Regions from separate parts of the Macaca mulatta genome. Here region 1 is linked to region 2. The links are chromatin contacts, called in public Hi-C maps. All regions are on one chromosome and are shown on one strand. Each heading gives the region's core, a stretch centred on a gene start, on an enhancer-like site or on the middle of the called end of the contact. The rest is flanking DNA. Distances are from core to core; before and after follow the strand shown. Region 1 holds the start of MAP3K2 (mitogen-activated protein kinase kinase kinase 2). Region 2 holds the start of IWS1 (interacts with SUPT6H, CTD assembly factor 1).

Region 1 (7,503 bases), core at 3,786-6,285, 150 kb after region 2:
TGCCCTTCCCCCCCAGGATGACACAGCAAGAAGGTTCTTGCCAGACGTCAGTCCCTCGATCTTGGACTTCCCAGGCTTCAGAACTGTGAGAAATAAATTTCTGTTCATTACACATTACCCAGTCTGTGGTATTTTGTTATAGTGGCACAAAATGGACTAAGACAATGGACTCCCTTTGATAGGATGTGATAAAGATGGCACTTTACTTCAGTGGTCTCCTTCCCCAGAACTCATAACCTCAGTGTCATCATAAGAAAAACATTAGATGATTCACAATTGAAGACTATTCTACCAAACACCTAACCAGTACTCCTCAGCACTGTTAAGGCCATCAAAAACAAGGGGAACTCACAGCCAAGAGAAGCCTAAGAAGACATGATGACTAAGCATAGTGTGGTCTCCTGGATGAGATCCTGGAACAGAAAAAGGGCATTAGGAGAAAACTGAGGACATCTAAATAAAGTATGGACTTCAGTTAATGATAATGCATCAATATTGGTTCACTCGTTATGACAAATGTACTATACTAATACAAGTTCACAATAAGCGGTGTATTAGTCTGTTCTCACACTGCTATGAAGAACTACCTGAGACTGCGTAATTTATGAAGAAAAGAGGTTTAATTGACTCACAGTTACACAGGCTGTACAGAAAGCAAGGCTGGGAGGCCTCAGGAAACTTAAATCATGGTAGAAAGTAAAGGGGAAGCAGGCACATCTTACCGTGGCAGAGTAGGAGAGAGAAACATCAAAGGGGGAAGGGCTACACACTTTTAAACAACCAGATCTTGTGAGAATTCACTTGCTATCACAAGAAGAGCAAGGGGGAAATCCACCCCATGAGGCAATCACCTCCACCAAGGCCCCTCCTCCAACACTGGGAATTACAATTTGACATGAGATTTGGGTGATGGTACAAAGCCAAACCATATCAATAGGAGAATATGAACGCTGAATGTGGGTATAGAAGTCTCTGTACTATCGTCTCACTTTTTCTTTAAATCTAAAACTGTTCTTGTAAACAAAAAATAAAATTCTAAGGCCCCCCAACCACCTGAATAGATCCTTCCTCTTGGCCAAGGGCACTCCAATGTTAACCTGAAAAAACTACTTCAGGCTGTGATGGAAAGGGGTAGCCGGACATGCCTCATTCTACCCTCTTCCCTTTTGGAATTCCTGATAGAACAGACTCTTTAAGTCCGATAAGAAACACATACGATCTATTCTTTCTGAAGCCTGCTATCGGGAGGCTTCATCCACATGACAAAACCTCAGTCTCCACAACCCCTTACCATAACCCAGACATTATCTTCTATTGATAGTAACTCTTTCAACCAATTGCCAATCAGAAAATCTTTGAATCCATCTATGACTTGGAAGTCCCCACTTCCAGTTGTCCTGACTTTCTGAACCAATGTACACCTTACATGTATTGCTTGGTGCTTTATGTCTCCCTAAAATGTATAAAACCAAGCTGTAATCTGGCTATCTTGGGCACATGTTCTCAGGATCTCCTGAGGGCTGTATCACAGGCCATGGTCACTCATACTTGGCTCAGAACAAATCTCTTCAATTACAGAGTTTGACTCTTTCGTCAACATTCTAAAACAAAAAATTTATTTTAAAAAAGAGTAAGGGAAAGAAACAGAGGGACGGTTCCCCCTTCTTTTCTGTGTAGGAAGTCATGATGTTTGGAGCTGAGATGGCCATCTTTTGATTCTCAATATGCCTGTTCACAGCCCTAAGCAACCTTGGACCCCTCTACTGGATTTTTGTTATGTGATAAAATTAATCTCACGGTTTAAGCTGTTTTGGGCCAGGTGTCTTGTTCATTGCAGTTGAATGAATCCCAACGAACAGTACTCATATCATTTTCATGGCCACAGCTGTGGTTCAGACCTTTAGACCTTTATCTCCCTTCCTAGCAGTTTGGCCCGCTCTACTATCCTTCCTTCCCAATCTCCTGGCAGCTCTCTTCCTTCTCTAGCTTCACCCCTGCCTGCATTTCTCCCAAAACCCAGTGGCCAGCAACTCTTGCCATTCCTAGGCAGGGCATGTTCCCTCATAATTCCAAGCTTGGACACACAGGATTCCCTCTGCCTGGAATGCAGACTCCTCCATCCTTATTTCTTCCAGCAATTAACTACCCCCATTCAAGTTTCAGTTGCCAGCCATGGCACGATATGTGGCCAGCAAGATTCTAAGATGTCCCTGCAGATCCGTGACGGCTGGTGTACATAGCCTGCATAACCCTCAGTACTGTGAATATAACGAATTATACACCTATGATCAGGCTATGTTATGTGACAATGTTGATGTTAAGAACAGATTGTCAGTGTGCCTGATCTAATCACATGCACTCTTTCAAAGCTGGGCGCGGTGGCTCACGCCTGTAATCCCAGCACTTTGGGAGGCCAAGGTGGGTGGATCATGAGGTCAGGGGTTCGAGACCAGCCTGACCGACATGGTGAAAACTCATCTCTACTAAAAATACAAAACGTAGCCGGCGTGGTGGCGCACGCCTGTAATCCCAGCTACTCAGGAGGCTGAGGCAGGAGAATTTCTTGAACCTGGGAGATGGAGATTGCAGTGAGCCGAGATTGCACCACTGCGCTCCAGCCTGGGCGACAGAGTGAGACCCTATCTCAAAAAAATAAAATAAATAAAATAAAATAAAAATAAAAGCAGAGAGTTTTCTCTGGCTGGGAGCAAAAGAGGAAGTTAGACAGAGATCTGATGTAGGAGGATGTTTGGCACGCAAGAAGGTCTCTGTCGCTGGCTTTCAGGATGGAAGGGGTCATGTGGAAGGATGGAAGGAATGCAGGTGACCTCCGGAACTGTAGGCAGGCTCAGGAAATGGGGATGTCAATCCTACAACCACAGAAAACTGAATTGTGCCTAAAAGAAGAACGAGCTTGGAAGATCTTTGCAAGAAGTCAGCCCAGCTGATACTTTGATTTCAGCCTTGCAATATACCCTGAGTAGAGAACTCAACCTTGCCCCTGTGCAAACTTCTGATCCATATAACTGGGAGCTAATAAACTGACACTGTTTTAAGTCACTAAGTCTGTGGCGGTTTGTTGTTATGCAGCAACAGGAAAGGAACACGCCACATCTCCTCTCTGAAGTCATCTCTCACTTCCCCAGGCACACCTGTGACATCTTCCTCTTGCCGCTGTGGCACCTGATACACATGCCTCCCATGATGCAGGTCACAGTGTGTTATCATTTTCCATTTACCTGTCTGCCTTCCTCACAGGATTCTGAGTTCCTGGGCAGTGGGGACTATATAATTTTATCACTGTAATCTCAGGTACAGAGTAGGAAGGTGAAAAAATATTCATTGAATGATGGTTTCATCAAGAAAAAAATCCCAAGATCACTAATTTGTAATCATATATACTAAAACAACCAAAGATGTCAGAGATTTAACATCTAAGCAAGAGGAAAAGTCACCAATATAAAAGAGAATGGCAAAAAAGAAAGAATATCTATTATAACTATAAGCATGGGATGTTTCTGAGGAACCCAGAGGTGAATGAAGTCCCCAGGGGTGGTAAATGAGGGAAGGAAGTGGAGAAATGAGCAGAACTATGAGGGGAAAAAATTTATCTCTGGATTACTTAGTAAACAAACACGTTTTTATTGAATGCTTGGTTTGTGGTGACCCTATAACTGTGGCGAACAATATCGATGTTTCAGATTTAAATACTATCCTCAGGCATTCTGAGACCCTCCTTTCTGTGGCATACGGATCTTTGAATGTTAGATTCAAGAAGGTCTTAGATTTATGCATAAAAGTCCTCCATTTTTTAAACAAATAGAAGCAAACTGATTTTCCACTGAGCTCTGTGTTTCTGAGGTGCACATCCTTGTTCCTGTGCCTTTGACACCTCTGTTAATGAATCTGTAATAAAGATTCCTGGAGGAAACCCAGAGATAGTTTGACACTGCACAACAGTTTCTCCCTCAGTCTCTGCCGCACAAGTGCCAGGTCCCTTGACCATCAACCCAAGTTGGGATAGCTCCTTACCTCTGGGTCGGTGAGTCCCATTCCCATCTCTCTCATCTCAAATGCTGCAGTGGAAATATGGTCTGGAATAGGCATGAAAGGGGTGGATCCAGCATGTACCAAGAAACCAAGTAGAAGCTAAACAGGGAGGAATGGTACAGGAAGTTGTAAGGGGTATTTAAGGAAGGGAGAAGAGAGGGGGCGGAAAGATGCTTTCTGGATCAAAGTAGGGTGAAAACCTCGGGATGCCGGTTAGGCACACCACGGAGGGCCTCACCGCTAGTCTGATTAATTTGCATTTTATCCTGTGGGCGATGAGGAGCGAAGGAAAGGGTTTTAGACTCTAGCTTTGGGGGTGGAGTGTCAACTCATGTCTCTGGGCTGAAGTTTCCACATCTGTTAAGCTGGAGAAGTAATACTTGCTGGGCCAACCAATGTACACAACCATTGTTACAACCAAGTATCGATGGTGATAAAAAACTAAACAGAAAACACAAATAACACTTAGCCGGTCTCCAAGGGGGTGGTTTAAGGTTAGGTGGCAAGCCTGAAGTAATTTCTAAAGTCCCTTGGGAATAAAATTCTGAAACTTGAGCCATAAATTAAGAGGCAGATGGCTTTTCTCTTTGCAAACGACCTGCCACAGACTCAGTCCGTCACTGCCTCTGCTAGCTCTGCTACCCTTGGGCCCCGTCCGCAACCCACGTGGGAGACCTTTCACGGGATCTACTCGGATGTCTGGGATCGAGACAACCCAGGTGCGTATGCGCCGCGCACACGGAACAGCGCAGGCTGCCCGAGGCCATGGGGCGGGGCCGAGGCCGGGGCGGAGCCAGGACTGGGAATCCCCGCGCCGTCAGGCCGGTGGGGGCCGGGCGTGTGTGTGGGCGTGGCGGGCCTCTGCGCAGGCGCCGACCCACTCCCCAGAGCCGGGCGCGCGCCCGCGACGGGTTCCGCTACCGGCGGGCGGAGGGGTGCGCGCGCACGAGCGAGCGGCCGTGACGTGCGCCGCGCTACGCCCGACGTCACGAGTCCGTGTGTAGTGGCGGCCGGGCTGCCTGCCCTCAGCGGCGGCGCCTGACGAGGGTGCCGCGGCGGGTGGGCGCAGCGTTCGGGGATTGCACGGCCCGCGGCGGCGACGAAGACTACGACCAGGAAGCTCGGCTCCCCTGTCCGCGGAGTCGCCACTCCCGCCTCTTCTCCGGTCTCTGGCGACGCGGGCCCGCGGCTTCCCCCTTTCCTGCCCGACTCCCCGCGGGCCTCGGGGTTGCAGCGGCCAGAAGCACCGAGGAGCGCCAGGAGGACCCGGCCGGCCGCGAGGATTGACGCGCCCGCCACCCCGCCCGGCCCAGGCTTCATGTGAAAGAGGGACGGGCCTGGCCCCGAGGCCCGCGCCCGACTCCTCGCGCGCCCCTCCGGCCCCCGGGGGCCCCGCGGCCGCCCCCGACCGGGGGCCGCGGTGACAGGCCGCGCTGGGGCGGAGGGGCGGGCTCGGCGGGGGCGGCCCCTCCTTGGGCCTGCGGCTCTCTACGTCCCTGCGGAGCTGCCGGTACGTGCGTGTGTGCGTGCGTGCGCGTGTGCGCTTGTGTGTGTGTGTGTGTTTGTGTGTGTGTGTGTGTTTGTGTGTGTGTGTGTGTGCGCGCGCGCGCGCGTGTGTGTGGGGGGCCGCGGGCTGGGCGCCGGGAGGGGGCTGGCGGCGGCCTAAGCGCCGCTCCAGGGGCGGAGATTTCGCTGGGTGATTGCCTAACTGAGGGAGGGCGGACCTTGGGCCCCCTACATCCCGTCCTGAAGCCCAGGTCAGCGCGAAATAGGCTGCTGGGCTGTTAGCTGTCAGACACGTACCCTGCAGAGATTTTAGAAGGAAGGTTGCAGCTGGTCTTGCGATGAAGCAGAAATGGTACATGCAGTGAACGAAAAAGTGCTTGTCTTTGCACTGTCATAGTGTGGTAATCTTTTGATGTAATGTTGTTTCCCCCTTTTCACGGAATATTTAGGTAGCACTTACGGTGCCCTTAGTCTGCGCCCGGCAGTTGTTATGTCTTATTTCTCTTCATCTTCCCAGCCCAGTGAAGTGGGTATATCGCCCCATTTTACAGATGAAAACTTGAGGCCCAGAGAGATTAAGGCATTTGTCCAAGGTCATGAAGCTAGTAATCCAGGAAGGCTTGGTTCGAAGACAGTATTTCTTGCAAAAATAAATACGTTGAGAAAATGAGACTAACTGGGCAGTTTCTTTAATGGGACAAATTCTAAACACATAGACGCAGTTTAGTTTTCCTTAAGTAAGATCTTCGATGTCTTTTGCCAAACCATTTTCTTGGCTTAAAAAAAAAAATTTAAAGGATGGCTTCAGATACCTTTACTTTTTGCGTACTAGTACTGGACAGAAAAAATTACTCTCTTACAAAAAAGAAATACATTTGGTAAAACAGCATAGATCTTGAAAAGTTACAAATTTACTTTTGTAGTTTGACCTTGATGCCCAAAGGGAACTCACAGTTGGGTTATTTGCTTGAGATTTCCTTGTTGCAAAATTTGTTGCTGGATTATGTGGCAATTTAGTGATTTGTTAGTTGTCTTATGCAATGTTTTTTAGTTTGATGTCAAATTTTAATATCGTAGAAAGTTTGATGGTGTGATTCTTTTTTCATTTGTATGGAGTGCTACTAATCAGTGTTTATAAGCTAACTGAAAATTCTCATTTTAGCATGAGTTTTGTATTTTTTTAAACTATGGTGAGAGGAAAAAATAAGGAGCCAGAGCTCTGTACTGAAAAAAAGTCGATACATTTCCTTGAGTAATTGAAGCTTTGTGCATAATTGCAAATGTTTAACAAATCTATTGATGCCCAATTATACTAGGCCGTAATTTTCCTAGTATATTATCAAGTTGAAGAAAATTTGTGATCTTGCAATCTCTATGGAGAAAAAGTGAAATTACAAAGTTAACGTGGATGGTTTACAGATTGATTTGTTGTTTGGTTAAAATATAAACATGTTGAATCTTATTGAATTATGTTGTATCTGGTATCATTATAGAATGGTTATCCATGTGCCTGTTTTGAGAAACTAGCTGTTAAAGACTTATCTTAAATAATTGGATTGCATTAGAGATTGAATCTTTTAAGCAATGTTTTAGGTGGAGCTTTTGTTTCTCATTTACTTTATTGGTACCAAAGGGGTAAACTAATAGGTGCTGTATTAAAATAAAGTCATGTTTGATACTCTGCATTTCTTACAGCGTTGGTTTCAGGTTGATTTTCTCTTTCCCTATAGAATTGGAGCTGTTTCCCCCCACCTCCCACTTTTTATTATCAGACAATTTCGAGTATGCAGAAAATCTGGTAGTAGTAAACCACTTGTATCATGATCCTGTAGATAAAACGTTTGTTGGTATCTTGCCATATTTGCTTTATCTATAAATACATGTACAGACATACCTTAGAGATTGTGGCTTTGGTTCTAGACCACTACAATAAAGCGAAATAAGTGA
Region 2 (7,757 bases), core at 3,757-6,256:
AAGACCAGAACAAAGGTCCTCCCAGAAGAGGTGACCCTGACCCTTGGGGTCCTTCAGTAGCAGGAAGATGTGGCTCAGAGGGAGGGTGCAGGGAAGATGAGTGCTTCCTGGAGGACCTTGGTTCTGACATGCCAAGGAGATGACTGTGTCATCAGGAAAACTCAGATATTTCTTCCTCCTGGAACAGCAGCTTCAAGATAGCTGCTCCTTGACTGGGAAGGTCTCGAATCCAAAGTCCTGAAGGGCCAGCTAGGCATCCACAGTCTCAGCCCCGGAGGAAAGAACTCATTTCTAGTGGTGCTTTTGTCACCATAAGCCCTCTGAGGAACCTACCCAGAGATTTGTCCGAGGCAGCAAGAAGGGGAAAGTAGGGGCACAAAATGAAAAGGTCACCTCCTCCTCTCCAGAGGGCTTTGGGCATTCAGTGGATAAATCTGTCTTAGGCCCTGGCATTTAAACCCAGGTCACTGACTATAAACATGGGACCTCTGTCCCATGACCAGGGTTAATGGCATATCCTGATGACTAATCTTATTGCCTTGGGGAGACTGAGACACTGATAAGGAAAAGCAAAACTTGCTTACGTGTCAACTCAATAAACTAAATACATGATGTTAATAATGCTAATTATGATGATAGTAATACTTCACCTAGCTCTTGGAAGATGTTGAGAGTGGGAGGCTTAGGCTCACTGCTAGGAACTTCATTTCTGGGAAAAGAAGTACTGGGGTGGATTTCTTACCCTTGTCTAGAATGCTGCATGTCCAGCAAGATCACTTTCCTTTACTTCTTGGTCCCACAGTGGACATATTCTTTCCTGCCTCATTTACAATTAGAAGGGGCCATGGAATGAGAGTAGGTGAGATCCTCCAACTCCAGGTTAGGCTCATTAAAATGTCCTGTACCTTTCTACACACTCTCTTCTCCCATCTGCTGGTGGCATGCAGAGCATCCAGTAGGGGCTTCTGAGGCCCTGGGAAATGGTGGAGCCACAATATGGGAAGAGCCTGGATCCCTGAATGACTGCTAGGAGCAGAGTGCAACCTCCACCTCACCGCTGACCCCACTGCCCATTGACAAGAGGAAGAAATAAACTATTATCACGTCAAGCCACTGAAATGTGTTGATGTTGTTATAACAACATAACTACATGGTAGACTGTTAGCTTACCATGATTGAAATATTATCTTTCCATCCAAATCGGCCTTTGTCCTTCAAATATCACCTCAAGCGCCCTCCCCCAAGAAGCCAGCCTGATTGTTCACTCTAGCCTCACCCTCCTTTTAATTCCCATGGTACTTGTTACCCACATCACACAATTCACCTCTTAGCATTTTCTTTTCTCAAAGCAGTACTTCCTAATGAATTGTAAGCTTCTCAAGGCAGGAATCATGTTAGTTTTTTGTATCTTCACAATGCCTAATAATAATGATAATAGCTAACATATATATTGCTAATCTTAAATAATAAGATGCATAAAATATGATTACACATAGAGTTTACTTGAGTGTGCGGATAGCCACCTAGGAGACCTCAACTCCAAACGAATGGGTTCAGCGTTCCAAAGTGGAGAAGTTCAATTTTACTTGTACAGAGAGAGACAGAAAAATTTTAGCAGGATTATAACATTTTCCACACAAGACAGTGCATATGTTACAGTGATTTGATTGGTTACAGGATGCTGCATCCCAACGAGATGACATTATTACTCTGTAGGAGAGGGAGTGATCTGAGGGGGTTTTATCTCCGGCACCACTTAGTCTCAATTGTTTACAGGGGGAAAAACGGCAGAAGTTGCAGCTGCATGACATGTGACTCAGGCTGCATAGTCACATTCCTCTGAAGACTCAGAACAATTTAAGTTCCAACAGCTTTCAGTTTGAATTATTTGGCTGGGTGCAGTGGCTCACGCCTGTAATCCTAGCACTTTGGGAAACCGAGGTGGGTGGATCACCTGAGGCCAGGAGTTCAAGACCTGCCTGGCCAATATGGTGAAACCCCATCTCTACTAAAAATACAAAAAATAGCCAGGCATGGTGGTGCACACCTGTAGTCCCAGCTACTCAGGAGGCTGAAGCACGAGAACTGCTTGAACCCAAGAGGTGAAGGTTGCAGTGAGCCAAGATCATGCCACTGCACTCCAACCTGCTGTGCTCCAGCCTGGGTGACAGAGCGCGACTCCATCTCAAAAAAAAAAAAAAAAGTTTGAATTATTTAATTTCACAATATTCTGTCCCAGGAATCATTTTATATATATATATTATATATATCATGTTTAATATTATACATGTAATATATATAATTATAACATATTATATAATTATATATGTGCGTTTAGCTTCATGACAACTCTGTGACATAAATGGTACTGTTATCCCCAACTTATAGGTGAGGACGTTGAAGCACAGAGAGGTTCAGCAACTTGCTCAAGGTCACACAGCTAGTAAGTTTCGTTTGTGTCTTCCCTGGTAGGGCTTGCTAGTGGCTCAAGCACAAGAAGCTGGGTCAGACTTAGAGACCTGGCTTCTTTGACATAGAAAAAAGCTAAGAGGACTTGAAACCTGATTCAACCCTCTCATTTGATACATGTGGAAACTGAGGCTCATAGAAGACTGGTAGCTTGTCCCGGCTCACCAAGTACAATAAGCCCAGTGATAGGGCCACAACCTAGGGCTCTAAGCCCCCAGTCTACAGCTCTGATGGTGCCAGGCTGTTGTTTATATTATTTGGTCTCTTGCTCCCAGGCTGTTGTTTATATTATTTGGTCTCTTGCTCCCTTACGTGTTCAGCAGATGGCAGTGTCTTCAGAGTGTCTCCAAATACATCTTACATTCATTTAGGGAATGCAGTGTCTCTGGGTTATCTGTTAAGGGAGGAAGCATTGTGGACTGCTGCAAGTTTGCCCCTCCATCCTTCTCTGTCCTTAGCACCCTTGGTGTGGGAAACAGCCTCTCTTCTGAGTGCCTCCCAATCACCGCCATGGGCCAACTGCACTGGGGTGGGGTGTGAGGGGTAGGGAGATGGCAGTCCTGAAAATGTAAGGCAGCCAAGACTCAGAAAGACACATCTGTGCCACTACAGAATTTCTCTACCAGCATCCAGGAGGGACAGCCAGCTGGTAGGAAGGAGCTCTGGGAACTCTCAGTAAGCTGTGTTTCCACTGATAAACACACTGCTTTAACTAAGGCTCTGTATTCATTTGAAAGAGGTGTCCTGTCTTACTAAATTGTTGACTTTCTGAGTACAAAAGTTAGATCTGATGCTTCTTTGCAGCCTTCTAGAGCTAAGAACATTGTTGTGTGTCCAGAGTGTTTCTATCCACTCTCCAAACCACCAGTACAGTTAGTTTTAACGCTAAAATTCAGTAATTATCATCTGGCAATTGCATTGTTTATAACCCAACCACTTTCCTGACTGCTGGACTTACATCTCTGGTGAAACTAAAAGGTTCTCTTCCACCGAAACTCTTCCTGGAATTTTCATCTTTTAATCCTGCTCCATTTACACAGGTGTACTCTACATTTACACAGGTATACTCTCACCTTTAGAAGAGGGCTTAGAGCCTTGATATCTTCTATCAAGTGATTTGGTGTCGGGCATTGCTCATTCTTTGTTCTTCTGATTCTCAAGACTGCCTGAGAAGCTGCCATTCCCACAGCTGAAAATAAGGAATTTGGATTCCATGCTGTTTCCACCACATCGGAAAAGAATATCCGTGAACTCTCTTGCAGGAAAATGGGAATTTCCAGAGAGAAACCACTTCTCCCCTTTCTTCTCTTCCCACGTCCTCTTCAGGAGCCTATAATTGGGCTCTGCCAGCATACTCTGACTGGCTAACGAAGGGTCAGATATCTGTAGTAGTAACAAAACGCTCTTTTTCTACATGTCTACACCTCCTGGGGAATCTTTGCTTAAACCTCTACTGGCCCTCCTCCCATCAAAAGTCAAGAATGTTCCCCTCCCTGTCCAAGACTAAAATGAACAAGTAAGGAAATAGATTTTACTCAGCCTATTTCAACAGGGAGAGCACTCCAGAGACGATCAGTGTCTTGGCAGCGCAGTTTTGCCTTTTATAGGGAGGAAGGTGGAATGACTGACAGTTGGGATTGTTTTGCAATCAGGATAAATTTCAGTCAGGTGAACAGAAAATATTCTCTAACTAGTTTGGGGTCGGGGGAGTGTTCTAATCTCAACTAATTACTCGATTATCAGCAGCAGGAATTTAAGGTCTGTCTGGCTTTATTAACAGGCTCAGAATAAAGGGGAAAGGTCTGTTTGTCCTCGTCACAGGCAAACAAGGGGGTCATCTGCACGCGTTTTATCCGAGTCACGTGGCGATGGGTGGTTCTTCACAGTGTGCCGTTCCAGACACACAAATAGACGAAGGGGTTTCTTAATCACCGCTGTTTTCTAGGAACACAGGGCTCAGGTAAAGTTCAACTTCACCTTCCTCGGTGTTTCATCAGGGGAACCCTTCTGGAAGCAAAGATGTGTACTTCTTACTGCTGGCCAAATAGCTTCTTAACAAGGATGAAAGAGAGGAAGACGCTGGGAGAGGAGGCGCCGTGGCTCGCGCCAGTTAGTAACGCATCACAGCTCGCGGTCGTCGTACTACAAGTCCCAGGGAGCAACGCTCGCTTTCTCGCCTACTGCGGGCGGGAACGAGGCGCCTCGGGGCCTGACGGGAACCACCGTGGTTTGGCTGAATGACGGAAAAGTCATTTGAGCGGGTCTTCATTTTTCGGAAGAGTATCTCAAAAGCTCTTCAAACAAGGCACGGACACAGAATCTAGAAAATGATAAAGAATAAACGATAACGTTATTTCCACGGGGGCCAGACCGGGATCCACCCGAGCAAGGTATTTAATTAAAGCCCGAGCTCCAGCTCAGTTTTCCCAGGAGTCTCCTTTCCGGCCGTGCCTTGGCGTCAGTGCTGTTGCGTCTTCTCATTGGCCGGTTGACGGGTTGCGGCGCCTGCGCGCTGCATTCCTTTGAGGGTCGTGGGCAGACGCCATTTTGGCCCCAGCGGTGCTTCTAGGAAGTAGAGCGCCGGCTCGCGTGCCTGCCTGCCTGCCAGCCTGCCAGCCTGCCTCCGCTTCCAGGTCAAAGCATTCGCCGTTGCCGCTGCCGCTTTCTTACTCTCCGCACCCGTTAAGTTCTCCGGTCGGGCGGGAGTCTCTGAACACTCAGCCGCGCCTTCCGGGGTCACACCGCCTGGAAGGAGGTGACGGGGGCGGCGCGGGGCGCGGACACTCCCCGCTGAGAGTCCGCCTGCCATGGACTCGGAATATTACAGCGGCGACCAATCAGGTGGGGCAGGGACCTGGGGGACCGGGCTGGGGGGCGGAGCAGTTACTCGGCGGGTCTCGGCCTGGCACCCCGCGGGTGGGGGCAAGGAGGCCCCCGAAACCTTCCCTCCCGCGACCCGGCCCGAGGAGGGCAAGAGCCCACTGACCGGCTGCAAGCCTCGAAGCTAGAACGTTGGAGACGGGATTCTGGTGGGAAAGCTTTCTTCTGAATCGGCGAAGGTTTTTGCTGAAATTGGGAAGTCACTTTCGTATATTAAGCTCCTATTGTGTGCAAAGTGCTAGGGAAGGAGAGGTATCTTCTGTTAAGAGTTTTCAGTAGTTGAGTAGTTGGAGAATCCAAGGGGCGATGGGGCGGGGGATCCTTCCTACACTTTTCACTCCTAAGGGAGTGGTTTAATCTTGCCTGCAACACCGGACATAAGTGCAGGACGCATGTTTCAGATGCATGCATAGAGTAAGGAATGCACTTCTGGCACTTGTGATTTTTGTGCCTTTCTTCCACCTTGAGACGGTTCCTCTTTCTCCTCACCTTCCTCACCGAAGTTTGGTCTCCTTTCTTTACTGTTTGTTTATTCTGTAAACTCTTAATGGGGCCCACTCTGCTGGCACGGTGCTCGGCACCTGAGATTAAGGATAAGTGAAGCAGAACCTGGTGTGGGAAACACGTGGGGTTTGCTTTCCCTTTGTGTGCTAGTTGTATTGGGGGTTCTGTCTCAAAAGTTCTTAAATACACCCACTATGTAGCCACAAAAATTGAAAATTAAAAAAAAATTAAAAAAAAACTTGAGTTCTCAATGGTTTAAGCGTTAAGCTCTTTACTGTTTTGAGTTCATTGCTTTTCCTTACATAGGACAGTGAATTGTAATGACTGCAAAGGGTTTTCCAAGCATTCACTGCTTAAAAACACCTTCCTAAGCCAGGTGCGGTGGCTTATGCCTGTAATCCCAGCACTTTGGGAGGCGTAGGCGGCCAATGGCTTGAACCCAGGAGTTCGAGACCAGCCTGGGCAACATAGTGACACCACCCCCACCCCGCCACGCCCCTACCTCCCACCCCCAACCCTCGTCTCTACAAAAAAATGCGAAAATTAGTGTGGTGGTGCACACCTGTAGTCCCAGCTACTCAGGAGGCTGAAGTGGGAGGATCCTTTGAGCCCTGAGCCTGGGAGGCAGAGGTTGCAAGTGAGCGAAATTACACCACTGCACTCCAGCCTGGGCGACAGAGCAAGACTCTGTCTCGGAAAAAAAAAAAAAAACACTTTCCTGATACTTTCAAAATAGTTTTTTTTCCATTCATTTGTGTTTTTAAGTTACTTTTTAAAAAGTGGACTGGGCACGGTGGCTCACGCCTGTAATCCCAGCACTTTGGGAGGCTGAGGTGGGCGGATCACCTGAGGTCAGGAGTTTGAGACCAGCCTGGCCAACATGGTGAAACCCGTTCTCTACTAAAAATACAAAAAATTAGCCAGGTGTGGTGGCGGGCGCCTGTAATCCCAGCTGCTCAGGAGGCTGAGGCAGGAGAATCACTTGAACCCTGGGGGTGGAGGTTACAATGAGCTGAGATCACGCCATTTGCACTCCAGCCTGGACAAAAGGAGCAAAAAAAAAAAAAAAAAAAAAGTAATTGTATGTAATACTTGTACATAGGTTAAGTACTAAAAGAGGTAACAGAAAAATAGCAGTTCCCTGACTTACTCCCTCCACCCACTTCACATTCTTTTAGCTGTTTGGGGTGTTTACCTGTGTATTCCTAATTCGTTCACTCTCTTGCTGCATCATTTTTAGGCATTCTCTAATGATCTGTTATGCTAGGACATTTTAGCCTATGTGCCCCCTTCTCCCCTGTCTTCCCACTGTTGCAGCATAATTGTTAAACTTCAAAACTATTATTTTTGTCATGACCGTATATTCTTCTTAGCTAAGTAGATTAGCTCATTAATACGATAGTATCATAATGATTCTTCTTCCCCCCCCTCCATGTGGCTGCCTAAAGGAGAATGTGATTTCATTCTTATAGAACGTTTTGGTTTTCCTGTAGTTGACTACATTTTTTAAAACTTGCTTATTTTTATAAAACTGTTAAGTCTTCCTATCTTCTCAACCCTAACTTCCTCTCAATACGATTTTACTCTGTATTTTTAAAGCATTGGGGCTGGGTGTAATCCCAGCACTTTAGGAGGCAAAGGCAGGAGGATCGCTTGAGGCCAGGAGTTTGAGACCAGCCTGGACAACATAGCAAGACCCCATTTCAACAAAAATATTAAAGAAAGTTGGGTAACAGTTTTTATTTACAATTTTATATATGCTTTTCTTGAAGAAATTTTCAGTAGTTTTGGACTGGAGTTCCTTGTGTTCTTCATTTGTAAACAAATACTTACTGTATATCAGGTACTAGGCAGTGTTCTGGGCTCCAGAGATTTAGCAGTGAACCAAAATCCCTGTTCTTGTG

The links. Hi-C and Micro-C count contacts between places; a contact is called where the count stands out from the background.
Region 1: a contact with region 2 is called in a Hi-C map of cortical neurons, with 2.4 times the contacts expected there. The contact joins the promoter of MAP3K2 here to the promoter of IWS1 in region 2. A contact is called at or near these places in 2 of 14 Hi-C or Micro-C datasets (cortical neurons and fetal cortical plate).

What each region holds. Positions count from the first base shown.
Region 1 is chr12:9,895,472-9,902,974 of T2T-MMU8v2.0, forward strand. It overlaps MAP3K2 (mitogen-activated protein kinase kinase kinase 2), which reads left to right and starts at 5,036. Exons shown (of 17, transcript XM_015109853.3): 1 at 5,036-5,560. LOC114671496 (a long non-coding RNA gene) reads right to left here and starts at 73. Exons shown (of 3, transcript XR_003721535.2): 1 at 1-73.
Region 2 is chr12:9,750,096-9,757,852 of T2T-MMU8v2.0, forward strand. It overlaps IWS1 (interacts with SUPT6H, CTD assembly factor 1), which reads left to right and starts at 5,007. Exons shown (of 17, transcript XM_077956771.1): 1 at 5,007-5,310. The coding sequence starts at 5,277. MYO7B (myosin VIIB) reads right to left here and starts at 4,932. Exons shown (of 48, transcript XM_077956735.1): 1 at 3,543-4,932.